2 separate regions of the Gasterosteus aculeatus genome follow, and region 2 is linked to region 1. Evidence: chromatin contacts called from public Hi-C data. All regions are on one chromosome and are shown on one strand. The core of a region is the stretch at or near the end of the contact, and the rest is flanking DNA. Distances in the headings are between cores, read along the strand shown. Region 1 holds the start of LOC120833572 (disco-interacting protein 2 homolog A). Region 2 overlaps LOC120833572 (disco-interacting protein 2 homolog A).

The links. A called contact is a pair of places that touch in the nucleus more often than the background predicts.
Region 2: a contact with region 1 is called in a Hi-C map of liver, with 5 times the contacts expected there. The contact joins the enhancer-like site here to the promoter of LOC120833572 in region 1. A contact is called at or near these places in 4 of 6 Hi-C or Micro-C datasets (liver, skeletal muscle, tail fin and 1 more).

The regions. Positions count from the first base shown.
Region 1 is chr16:12,476,699-12,482,558 of fGasAcu3.hap1.1, forward strand. It overlaps LOC120833572 (disco-interacting protein 2 homolog A), which reads left to right and starts at 3,433. Exons shown (of 39, transcript XM_040200775.2): 1 at 3,433-3,871; 2 at 4,007-4,119. The coding sequence starts at 3,777. cflar (CASP8 and FADD-like apoptosis regulator) reads left to right here. Exons shown (of 10, transcript NM_001267666.1): 5 at 1-4; 6 at 93-162; 7 at 363-400; 8 at 496-574; 9 at 1,152-1,656; 10 at 1,744-2,646. The coding sequence ends at 1,873.
Region 2 is chr16:12,525,125-12,531,039 of fGasAcu3.hap1.1, forward strand. It overlaps LOC120833572 (disco-interacting protein 2 homolog A), which reads left to right. Exons shown (of 39, transcript XM_040200775.2): 8 at 794-913; 9 at 1,893-2,090; 10 at 2,337-2,428; 11 at 2,754-2,864; 12 at 3,432-3,555; 13 at 3,631-3,740; 14 at 3,881-3,983; 15 at 4,362-4,426; 16 at 4,684-4,777; 17 at 5,288-5,407; 18 at 5,508-5,622. Among protein-coding and RNA genes, the nearest start is that of sacs2, 36 kb to the right of the region's middle. Within about 2 kb of position 3,522, at least 2 of the 9 cell types and tissues checked have open chromatin away from gene starts, as enhancers often do. A contact at or near this core is called in liver, where this site is marked.

The sequences.
Region 1 (5,860 bases), core at 2,183-4,682:
TCCCGTGAGTGGTCTTCAAAAGCTATTCAACATGTGTCATTTCTTCTCTCTGTTATCCAACTAACACTTTTCATAAAACGTATCCTCCTTAGTGTCCTTCCCCCACTCCAAATTGTTCCCCTTGTCTACAGCAAACGTTACGAGCACACCCCATCCACATAGGTAAGACATACAAGCAAATATCAGCCACTTTAAAATACATGAAAATACCAGATATACATGAAAAAGAAAATACCTCTTTAGATACATTGGAACAGGCACACAAAAATATCATTTCAAATTTTAGTTAGACTGTAAACGGTTGGAAAGCCCCGTGTATTTCACTTTGATATTCATAACACGGTATTAATCTTTGTCACCAGCCACAGAAAACTTAACGGCGCCTGTCTACAGTGAGCAGGTAAGGTCTTCCCCCGCTATCGGCGCCGTTTTCCCCCTGTGTGTTTAATTGGTAAATTGCATTCATAAAACTGTTTTTTGGTTGTTGCCCTACAGAGTCAAATGGAGTTCTACAAATGTAACACTAATCCCAGAGGAGTTTGTGTTATCATAGACTGCGTGGGAAATGATGGAGGTGAGACACAAAACACTTTTCAGTGTTCAGTGCTGGAATAAATATTCACTTACTTCACTGAAATACCAACACACAAAGCAGATGTTTGTTGTTTTGTCTTTGCACTGTTGTTTGGTTAGTTCATTTGATGTACTATTATTAATGACGCAAATTCTGACCAAAGAAAGGAAGAAAGAAACTTTCTAGTTAGACAGTTGCGATCCGATCATCTATCTTGGCCTTGAATGTAATGATCGGATGTGCTATACCTACAACCTGTGTGTATTCTCACGTGCACTCATTGGTCACCACAGTAGCTCAGGGAAGCTGCTCACTTGAGTACCAACCTCTTTCTTTTTCTGACGTACGCAAGAGGTCCAAACCTGCCTTTAGTGTAGGAAAAAAGCGTTTCATGTTTCCTTTGTCGCCTTTGAACAATTATTTAAACAAAACCCGGAAAGAAAGTTGAGGAGGGTGTTGTTTAATCTGATACGGAATCCCTTTGGGTTGCTTTGGTGTCAGCCCTGGCGTGATAGCGTTTATTACATTCATATCTTGAAAGACTTCAGTGTTGTTTCACCTCTCCTCACTCACTCAGACTCGCTGGAACAGACATTCACGGCTCTTCACTTCAACGTGGTCCTGCACAAATGGCTGAGTGCAGCCGACGCTCTCTCGGTTCTCGGAGAGGTATTCAGACGGAGGGAGAACCTCGCAGGCGACTGCTTCGTCTGCTGCATCATCAGCCGCGGTACGGGCAACCATCTCCTGGGTACGGACTCCTACGGCGCAGGTCTGCATCTGGACGACGTCAGGCGCCTCTTCAATGCAGATGCATGTCCCGTGCTGGCCGGTAAGCCCAAGCTCTTCCTCATCCAGAGGTACGACATCCTTGAGATTCCGCCCCGTGCCGGCACGCAGCACCGGGATGAGGATCTGGAGACGGACGGGTGCTTCGGACTGTCCAGGTGCGATTTGGTCCCGACGGATGCAGATGTGTTCTGGAGCCACTGCTGGACGGGTGAACAGCAACTGGTGCGGGGAGACCATCGCTCTGTTTACCTGCAGGTCCTGAGAGACGCTCTGCACAAAGGTCAAAGGAGGTAAGGTGCCTAGAGTGGGAAACACTTCCGCATCAGACGGTTTTCATGTTCGCCTTGAGAGAAAACAGATGTTTTGTGTTCCGACAGGAAAACGCACCTTTTGGATGTTCATACCGAGGTGAATGCGGCCATCTTTGAACATAACAGGAGGAATCCTGGAGCAACTTACCACATCGAGCTGAAACATACTTTAAGGAAAGAGCTTTACTTACAATAGTGTATTCATCACTATGATATAACGCTTAATCACCATCAGCGACATATTTACATATACCATATTACTTGCCTGTGAAGAACATACATATATTTTTTTTTACTGTGCATGCAGTGACACCTGCTGGTTGTAGAAACCTTAAACACTTTTGCAGCTTGTTTTGATATATATTTATTTCATGTTTGAAAGTAACTTTTTTCAATATGTTTCATAACAAATATACAGGCTAGACAAATACTCATCACCCATCTAACCCAAATGGCAGAACACCCAATCAGAGCCTCGCAATAGATTAATGCAAGACAAAAAAGAAGATTAATACAAGAGACTATACAGACTCTGTATATTTTAATCATACACAATGGTCATCTCATCAAATGTAATTGATTTATTTTTTTTAAGCATTAATCTGAATTGCCTTTGAAATGCCTTTTCCAGTGCAGCTTAAACGAGGTTGTAGTACCTCTTAGTATTTAATTATTGTTATTATACTTATAAGTAAGTAATGTAATGTGAATTGGTTAAATTAAGTACATCTATTGCTCTACTATTATTGTTATACCTGTTTTTTTTAATTTTCTATATTTTCTTAACTTTGAATGGATTGTCTTCATTTTGTTACTTATTTGCTACCAAAACCGAAGGATTTATAATGTGCATTCTGAGTTTGACTTTGATCTTTGTTCTTTTGTTTGAAATATTTATATTTCATACCAATATTGATGTTGGCTAAATTGTAATAAAGTTACTGGAAATAAATAACTAATACGTTTGAGAAGTTCAGGATGCAGACTCTTCCCACCCTCCAGTCTTAATACGTCCATATAATATATAGAGTGGGGTATTTGTCAACCATTAAGCTTCCCTGCCCACCCACCTACATGCCATAAAACCTTTTAAATTCTAAAATCTTCTGTATCGAATTACTATGTTAATGTTATGTTTACTTGGTAGTTTGTTGAATTCTATAACGAATATAGAATTTGCACGATAGTGACTGTATATGCACATATTCAGCAAACATTGTATTTCAGTCTATACACTGACTCTTTATATATGTAGATAATGGGATAGATATAGAGAGATATAAATAGGAGGTGGGCTACTTCTACGTTACAGTATTCATTTATTTTTCTTCTTATAGATGTTGTACCTTGCTTAATCTTATAAGAAGCAGGCGAGGCGTGATATACGTTTCATGAACTTTTAATTTCAACTAGCACAGTCCGCTCTAATGCTACCCGGGGTCTGCCGCGCTCCGCTCTGCGCATGTCCCTCACCACTGACTAGGGAATGCTGGGTGATGGAGTTCTTTACCTTAACAGTAACCAGTAACATCTAGTAACATCACAATAGAGTGCTATTATGATGTTGATAAATACATCCATACAATATGCAATATTTCTGAAGTCGGACAGTGAATCAAAGATCAGTTAGTTCTTTTTTCTTTAGACAGAAACAAACATATAATGTGTGTAAAACAGCACGTGGACATAATATAGTAATACAGTAAGCATGGTATATAAAGTTGTGTGACACCCAAGAAATGAACAAAAAAACCTCCAGTATTGTGATTGTGACAACAGGAGGCAGGCGAGTCACGCGAGGACGAGGAGACGCGCACAGGAGCGGCGCTCGTGCACGCGCGCGGTCGGGTGCCGCTGTTGCTATGATGCAATGGCGACTGCGCCGTGGGAAGCGAGCGGGGAGTTGAATGAGTTCCCTCCGCAGTTGAAGGCAAGCAGCCGGTCCCGACAGCCGACAGGACACCGCCAGTGCCGAGGGACAGACAGCGGCCACGGAGACCAGCGGCGGGACCTCCCCTTCCTCCCCTCTGTCCTCCCACACTGCGTGGAAACCCGCAGCCAAGCCAGGCGTGTCCGCTAGCCGCCCAGCTAGCCGCGTCATGACCGTTGGAGACGTTTTCTCACACGTCTGTGCGGCTTCGCAGCGAGAGACGCTCAGCGACACCCAGTTCAGACCCTCGCTAGCTGAAACCAAGTGAGGGGCGGGTGGGGGGCTTATTTCATTACATTCTTTTTTAATTTCCAGTGGCATTGTCATCAGCAGCATTTCGGTGGACCTACCCGTGCTTTTTATTTCATTTTTTTTTTTTTTTACCACCATGGCTGAGAGAACCTCCACCGGGTTGCTAACGATGATGTTGGAGCCGACGCCGGCTGTCGCTGTTACCCTCCCGGCGGAGGTCCGGGAGAAGCTGGCGGAGCTGGAGCTGGAGCTCTCTGAGGGTAAGTTGACAGCGACATGCCGCAGGAGGGAAGGTGGTGGGGTGGGGGTATTTATTTTGACATGGTTCACGGTACACGACAGGCGATGGGAACCACCGCCCATGTTTTGAATGTCAGCATCACCGGAGGCTCCGCGCTCCCGCGAGTCCCACCGCAGCACCAACTTCTGAAGGCAGTTTTCTCCTCGAGTGGGACTGAAGACTAAAGTTAAGAGCTCGCCCTCTTGTGCGTTTCACCTCCTATGAAGCCCAAATGTTCACACTCCAAATCCCACATTTGATCCACAGCTGTCTTGAGTCAGCTGACACGCCCATCCTGCTGTTATCGATCTGGGTTTTTTCACAGAAATTTGTCTTTTTCCTCGTTTTGAAGTGAATAAAAAAAGGAAAGTTAAGTTACTAACTAATGGCGATTCATTTGGAGAGGTCGGTAAATCAGGATGTCACTAGTACTTGCTCTGCCTCATATGCTTTTTGTTATAACTGAATGATTTTATTATGGTCTTCATGAAGTTTTTCGCTGACATTGCTCACCTGTACGTTTGTTTGTGTGCAAACCTCCACGCTGAACATAATTTACAACTTATGGTTGAACTGTCTCCAATTATTGATGTGAGAAACCAAAAGGCCTCTTTTTAAAACATGTCCCTGAGCTATTATTCTAACCCTAACCCTAGAAAACACTTGAGACATCACGTTCCCAGACAAAGTCCACTGATATTTGTTACACTACCTAAACTTTTACTTTATATTCAAACATCATCCCTCTGGGCTACGGAGACTAAATGAAGCTGGCCTCATCCTCATGCTGTCCTGAAAGGAGGAATTAATTGCTTTTCTTTTGTTTGTGCAACGAGACTGCAACTTTAACTGCTCCTTTTTTTATATTAGCTCTACTCACGTGGCCAAATCGGCTGAGCTGTGCTAAAGTCCTAATAATTACCTGATTAGATTGGGGATTTGACCCCTATGGCTGTGACGCCTATCTTATGCCAACTGCGGAGTCCACTGGTGGTTTCTGTAGCCCCACACCGGGGGGGGTTTGGAATAGACCGACGGTGCACGCTTCGATCGGCACGTTAACCGCCACCGAGTTCTCTATTGGCACAGCCATGTTTTTCAGGAGCGGCGGCAAAATAAATCTATATCGGTCCGGCTTCCCCTTCCTGCTCTCCACAAGCCGCATCCTGCCATGCATGCCTGCCTCCATGCGCTCTGTTGTCTCTGACCTTCACTGCCTCTTTGCATGACTCCATGTTTCTTCCATTTTGTCCCAGCTGAAAGGAGAAAATGTAATTCCCCTTCAGCGTAAAATGAAATCAACCCCCCCACCTTTTTTCTCTGTGAAACCCTATCCTGGTACTCCTGGTGAACTCTTCACCCCGTGATGATGCCCTTTGGTTGCCTCCCCGTTACGTCCTGTCTGTCTCGTGGGGGGGGGGGGGGGGGGGGGAAACAGACAACTCACTTTATTGGAAGGAGATGAGAGCCCGGGGATCCTGCAGGTTTTTCCACCCTTCTCGCTGAGCTTTTGGCTTATAGGGATTTCAAGTCAGGCAAGTCTGCGTCACAGGAAGGTCACACGTCTCTCTGCTCGAGGTGTTTGTGTGTGTGTGTGTGTGTGTGTGTGTGTGTGTGTGTGTGTGTGTGTGTGTGTGTGTGTGTGTGTGTGACTAATGTATTATTCATGAAGCTCAACTGGTGTGTCATGTATGTTTACTTTTAGCAACCGAGACAATCCA
Region 2 (5,915 bases), core at 2,272-4,771, 49 kb after region 1:
GAGAAATGGGGCGAGCTACGTGCAGCTGTGGCCTTCGTCTCCTGTGGCTGTCTGGAATGTCTGCAAAGACCACCTTTCCTAAACTACGTATGAATTCATGCGAAGGAAATGATGCCCGATGATGATTATAGTCTTCGCATCCACGTCAGAAATGTGAGAGGAATCTAACCAGACACCCCTCCTCGTCTCTCGTGCCCCTTTATTTATGTTTTCTCATTGCGTCTATATTCTGGTTCAGCATTTCTAACACTTTAACACTTCAAATAATTTACATTAACATTACATTGGGTTATAGTTGGTTTTAGCCTCCACCATTATGGATTTTGCAGAGCGTACGTGAAACATCTTTTTAGACAATTCATGACTTGACATGAATGACATGACTAATCACTTAATGGTGGACATTTTTGTTGCTAGGCAGCAGGCGAGGATGCTCCTCACTTTCTGTTTTATTTAGCCTGCAATGTTTGTCGCCGATTCTAGAGAGTATCTGGATTCAAAGACTGTGATCGTTTGACCTCCAGGTGACTGTAATGGGCCTCGCGGTTCACTGTTGTTGTTCTGCAACAATGTGAGTGACAGCTGGTTGTCCTCTAGAGAGCACCACATTGACCTTTTCGATTCTCTTCTTTTCAACCCTTCCCGTCTCCTTCTCACTTCATCCATCTCTCATTTAATTTGTCTACATTTCTATTGCCATGCCACATATTCTTTCTTCCTCTCCACATACTTGTCTTGTTAATTTCCCCTTTTATGCCCTTTTCTTTTCATGTCCTCCAATATCATGGTGCAGGTGTTCCAGTCAACAGTCGCGTCTCCTCCAAAATCCAGCAGCTGCTCAACACTCTGAAAAGACCGAAGCGGCCGCCGTTGCGAGAGTTCTTTGTCGACGACTTCGAGGAGCTTTTGGATGGTAAGATAGTTCCAAAGTAATTATCTGGCTTCTAACAAATCAATAATTCATGAAAGGAAGCATCCATCTTTTTGTGGTGTGATCAGCATACTGATCAGAGACTTCAGCAGTTAAAGGTTGGATTTGATTCAAATCCTCTTGCTCCTTCATGTGCGTCAGCCACACCAGCGTTAACAACCTGTACCAACATTTTTTTTGGAGCTTTCAGCGGAATTTTGCAGCTTCCGGCGAGGTGAAAACGTCGGGTTGAGCTCACCACGCCTCTCAAATAAACAGTCATGGAACACGTTTAGATTCGTGGTTGTCATTTTGTCTCTTGGTGGGGCTCAGACCACCAGGTGTGTTGAGGGAGTGGTTATGGAATACAGAAACACGCACACTAAGCGGCCCGGCCCTGTCCAACCATTTCCTTCATTCCAACCCGCCCATCATGTGGTTTTGGGGGGCTTTCTGCCAGGATGAATAAACACGAATGAAGTAAAATGAAGTGCCAGGAATAGTAATGCATCAGCAGGTAATTGACGAGCCCCGCTGAGTTTGGCAAAGACACTGTGACATGGCAACCCCCTGCTTGGTGGTCTGCCTGGAGCGAGCGAGCAAAAAAACACACTGAGCTGAAAATGGCAGGAGGCTCAACGCTGTTTGTTCCTGATGGAGGTGATTTATTTGGCAGCGGACCTCATGGCAGCTCTTTTAAGCATTTTTGAATTACGCTCACCAGAGTTCAATGCAGTTTGGGGGGGAAATAGTGACGGAAAGATGCAAGTCCAATCAAAGCGCAAGTATGGTGCGAGGAGAAGCGGAAGCTGAGGGATAGAGGGAGCTACTCCTTATTGAAGGATGCAGCTTAGACTGATAAGCACAGAATCCAACTCACATTTAATCCTCCACCTTACACTCGTATGGCCCTGCCTGAGTTTTATTACTGAGAAATGTACCGATTATTTGTCAACAGAGATATTTTGTCTTCCCTATTTAGTTCAGCAGCCAGATCCCAACCAGCCAAAACCGGAAGGCCAGCACATGAGTCCCCTAGAAGGCGATCCTCTCGGGGGGGTCAACACCTGGCCTCCCTCCTTGCCAGCAGCCTTACATCGGTGGGGTACGACTCAGCCCAAGAGCCCCTGCCTGACGGCCCTCGACAATGCTGGCAAGCCGGTGTACACGCTCACCTATGGTAGGCATCAGGCTGTGGATGAGTGGCTCCCAATTCACACCGGAGATACAAAGCCATGTCTCCTCCTGTCATGCAATCTGTCTCTTTCTCTTTACAAATAATGGACAAAGAAGTGGCCGTCTCTGCATGGACGTTATTTTGTAATCGCTGCTATTATCAGCCGTTGTGTGGATTTTTATGTGGATTTGGTGGTCTGGGGTTGGGATGTCAAATCAAATATGTGACCGTCGACTTTCACCTCTGTAGGTAAACTATGGACCCGCAGTCAGAAACTGGCCTACACGCTTCTTAACAAGCTGAGTACCAGAAATGAGCCTTTGCTGGTGCCCGGCGACAGGGTAAGTCATGACATAAATCTGTGTCCAGGCCTGGTCAGTCGTATGTCACATTCCTCGTTCCATTTGAGGTTTTTGGCTGAGGCTCCTAAAACAATATTCAGCTAGTTTCTATTTCCCTGAGCTTGAAGTAGCGTTAAAAATGAAACGGTGAGAGAATATATTATTATCAAGTCTGCCTACTTGATTCTAAGGTCAGTTTGCAACAAACAAGAGCTATTTCTTATATGATATATATTCTTATATATAATACCACAACCACATTATTTCTGAAATGAAGCAAACGTTTGCTTTCACATCCTACTATAACATATTGTGTCCACCGCAGGTTGCACTTGTTTTCCCCAACAACGACCCAGTGATGTTCATGGTTGCCTTTTACGGCTGTCTCTTGGCCGAGCTGGTTCCGGTGCCGATTGAAGTCCCGCTCACCAGAAAGGTAAAGGCAAATACAATCTCTTGGGAATGTGTGGACCTTATTGGTTTGAGCTAAACACTGAAGAGCAGCAGTGACCCCTGCTGGACACATGACCCCTAATGAGAGCGTTGTAAAGTTATGCACATTGGCTTCTACTTTTCCAATATCCTAGAATATCTTGTGCTATAACAGCCTTCTGTAGTGTTATTCAGCCCTAAAGTGTTATGATGCATCCCAGTTTCCTGCACAAACTGAACCAATTTCCCCCACATCAGTTAGACAGTTTGAATATTTATGTCTGTTCTTGTTTGCTGTTTACAAGCATGCTGTTGGAAGACGCTGACATGGCTGTAATGGATTATTGTCAAGGGAAACGATGCGTAATTTCAGTGACAATATTAGACCACATAGGGCAACTGGGCGCATTGCAATGTTCCTAAACCATCAAAGGGGGGCTCGACACATGAAGTTTGGGAACCGCTGCCTCAGCACATTTTTCCTCAAGCCTTCCTGTTTTGTCACTTTTGATGATTGTTATTCGACTGTTTGCCAAAGTTCCTGCTGTATGAACTTTGATCTCCCCCCCAGGATGCCGGCAGTCAACAGATTGGCTTTCTGTTGGGAAGCTGTGGCGTCACGTTGGCACTGACCACTGACGCGTGTCAGAAAGGCTTGCCCAAAGCACAAACGGGGGAGGTAGCCACGTTCAAAGGTGGGCTCTCATTTTCACTCTCCCTCTGTTTAGCTGCGTTTGGTTTGAACTGACTCCACGCCTCCGTCTCTTCAGGCTGGCCACGGTTACTGTGGTTCGTGACGGATGGAAAACATGTTGTGAAGCCCCCGAAGGACTGGCACCCTCCGATACGGGACACCAGTAATGACATAGCTTACATAGAGGTAAAAGTGGTTTTATTGATCTTACCAGTAAAGGGAATATCAATTTGGTTATATTTTTTTGTTTTAATTTGATGTATTCTTTATGTGTTCTTTTTTGGAATGAAATTGTTCAAATGGTTTTCCTTGTTTCCTTCGGTCAGTATAAGACCAGCAAGGAGGGAAGCACCATGGGCATCACAGTGTCCAACGCAGCCACGCTGGCCCACTGTCACGCGCTCACTCAGGCCTGCGGCTACACTGAAGGTAGGGAGGACCCCTCAACTTCTCATTATTTGTTTGGCTTCAGCGTCACACCTCATCAGAGTGTAATTACAGTCCGGTTTGATAAATGCGCCCACTCAGCTCGTTGTTTTTCTTCCTGAGAATGTAAGGCCCCTCCTCTCCTTCAGTGTCCCAGTTTTGCTGTAAATAACTCTTGACGGCACCAGAAGCCCTGAGAGTCTCTCTGGGTCGGTTTTACAAATATGTTCGCTGCTTCACTGAATTGCAATGCTGCCACAAACAGGAATTATAATTATTTTTTTGAAATAATGATGATATGCAAGTGCTTTAGTTAAAAAAGAATGCCAGGTTAAATGTCTCAAACCTTGATCTTGTTCAAAATTCCTTTTTCAATTGCAGGTGAGACAATAACCAACGTCCTGGACTTCAAAAGAGAAGCAGGGTTATGGCACGGCGTTCTCACTGTGAGTGGTGTTGAACCGTCTGGTAAAGCTAATGGAAGAGTTCTATCACAATTTATTATAAACTAATTGTGAAACACAACTTAAGCGCTTAAGACCTGTAAAACATATTTCAACTTCCAACACATCCTCAAATCAGCGCTGCTGATGCAGTTTCACGTTCAAACCCCCGAAAATGAAACAGTGATCAGGTCTGGTTTATAATGATGTCAGTGAAATTATGATACACCGTGGACATATTTTTGTGTTTCTCTTGGCAGAGTGTCATGAATCGGATGCACGTGATCAGCATTCCTTACTCCCTGATGAAAGTCAACCCCCTCTCCTGGATACAGAAGGTTCACACATACAAAGGTGAGGATTAATCCACCCAGGCATCCGTCACTTGTCACCGTTAGTACGGCACAAACACACCTAGTTTTATCTAGGTGCATTGTTTCATACTGACTGATACAGAGTACATACACACGTTATTCACGTGATATGCTTTTGGAGCTTGCTCCATGGGGAAATGGTAGTTTGCCCAACACTTAATTCTTTTTAAGTATCTGTAATAAGACCGCGTTTGACTTTCAGAGAGAGTCTGTTCTCAGTGCACCTGTGAAAGGGGAGGGTGGATTGACGGACTAGTTTGTCTGACTCAGTTGTGCTGCTCCAGCGGAGGCTGAGGACAGGATGAAATCCGTCTCCTCCGCCATCCGAGCCGTAGGCCGCACTTTGCTGAGTCACCTGTCGGCAACTGAGTCAGACTGTGCTGCTATTTGCTGTCAGATTTACAGATCTGCGATTGGCTGTCCAGCCGAGTGACAGAGGTGATGATTATATTGTGAGCCTGTCTCTTTGTCTCTGCATCCCCTTCCACAGCAAGGGTTGCCGTGGTGAAGTCGAGAGACATGCACTGGTCTCTGCTGGCGCAGAGAGACCAAAGAGATGTCAGCCTGAGCTCCCTGCGCATGCTGATCGTAGCCGACGGAGCTAACCCATGTGAGTTCACCTGCAGACTCTCATTCAATGAAGCCTGGAGCCACAAGAGATTGTTGTTGATTTGTTGTGTACATTTGTTTGCATGTTTGTGTTATGACAGGGTCGATATCCTCGTGCGATGCCTTCCTCAACGTGTTTCAGGCACGTGGGCTGCGACCTGAGGTGATCTGTCCATGTGCCAGCTCTTCAGAAGCCATGACTGTCGCCATCCGCAGGTGAACTGCAGTCATTGCACCGTGCAAGAAGAACAACAACTGCCTGCCACCGCTCTTTTCTCACCGGGCTGTTTAATCCGACTGTCGAAAAATTTGTGCTTGTTTTAACATCGAGACAAGGTGTAGGAGGTCTCAGCCCCCATGGAGAAGGATTAGGGTGACAGGCAGACTCCAAACACGCATGCTTTAAATAAGCATTTTAAATCATAAGGAATGTGTGAGCCGAGGAATAGTTGCAGAGTTTGAAAGTGTCAGTCCTGCTAAAGACAGTATACTATGGTACATATTACCAC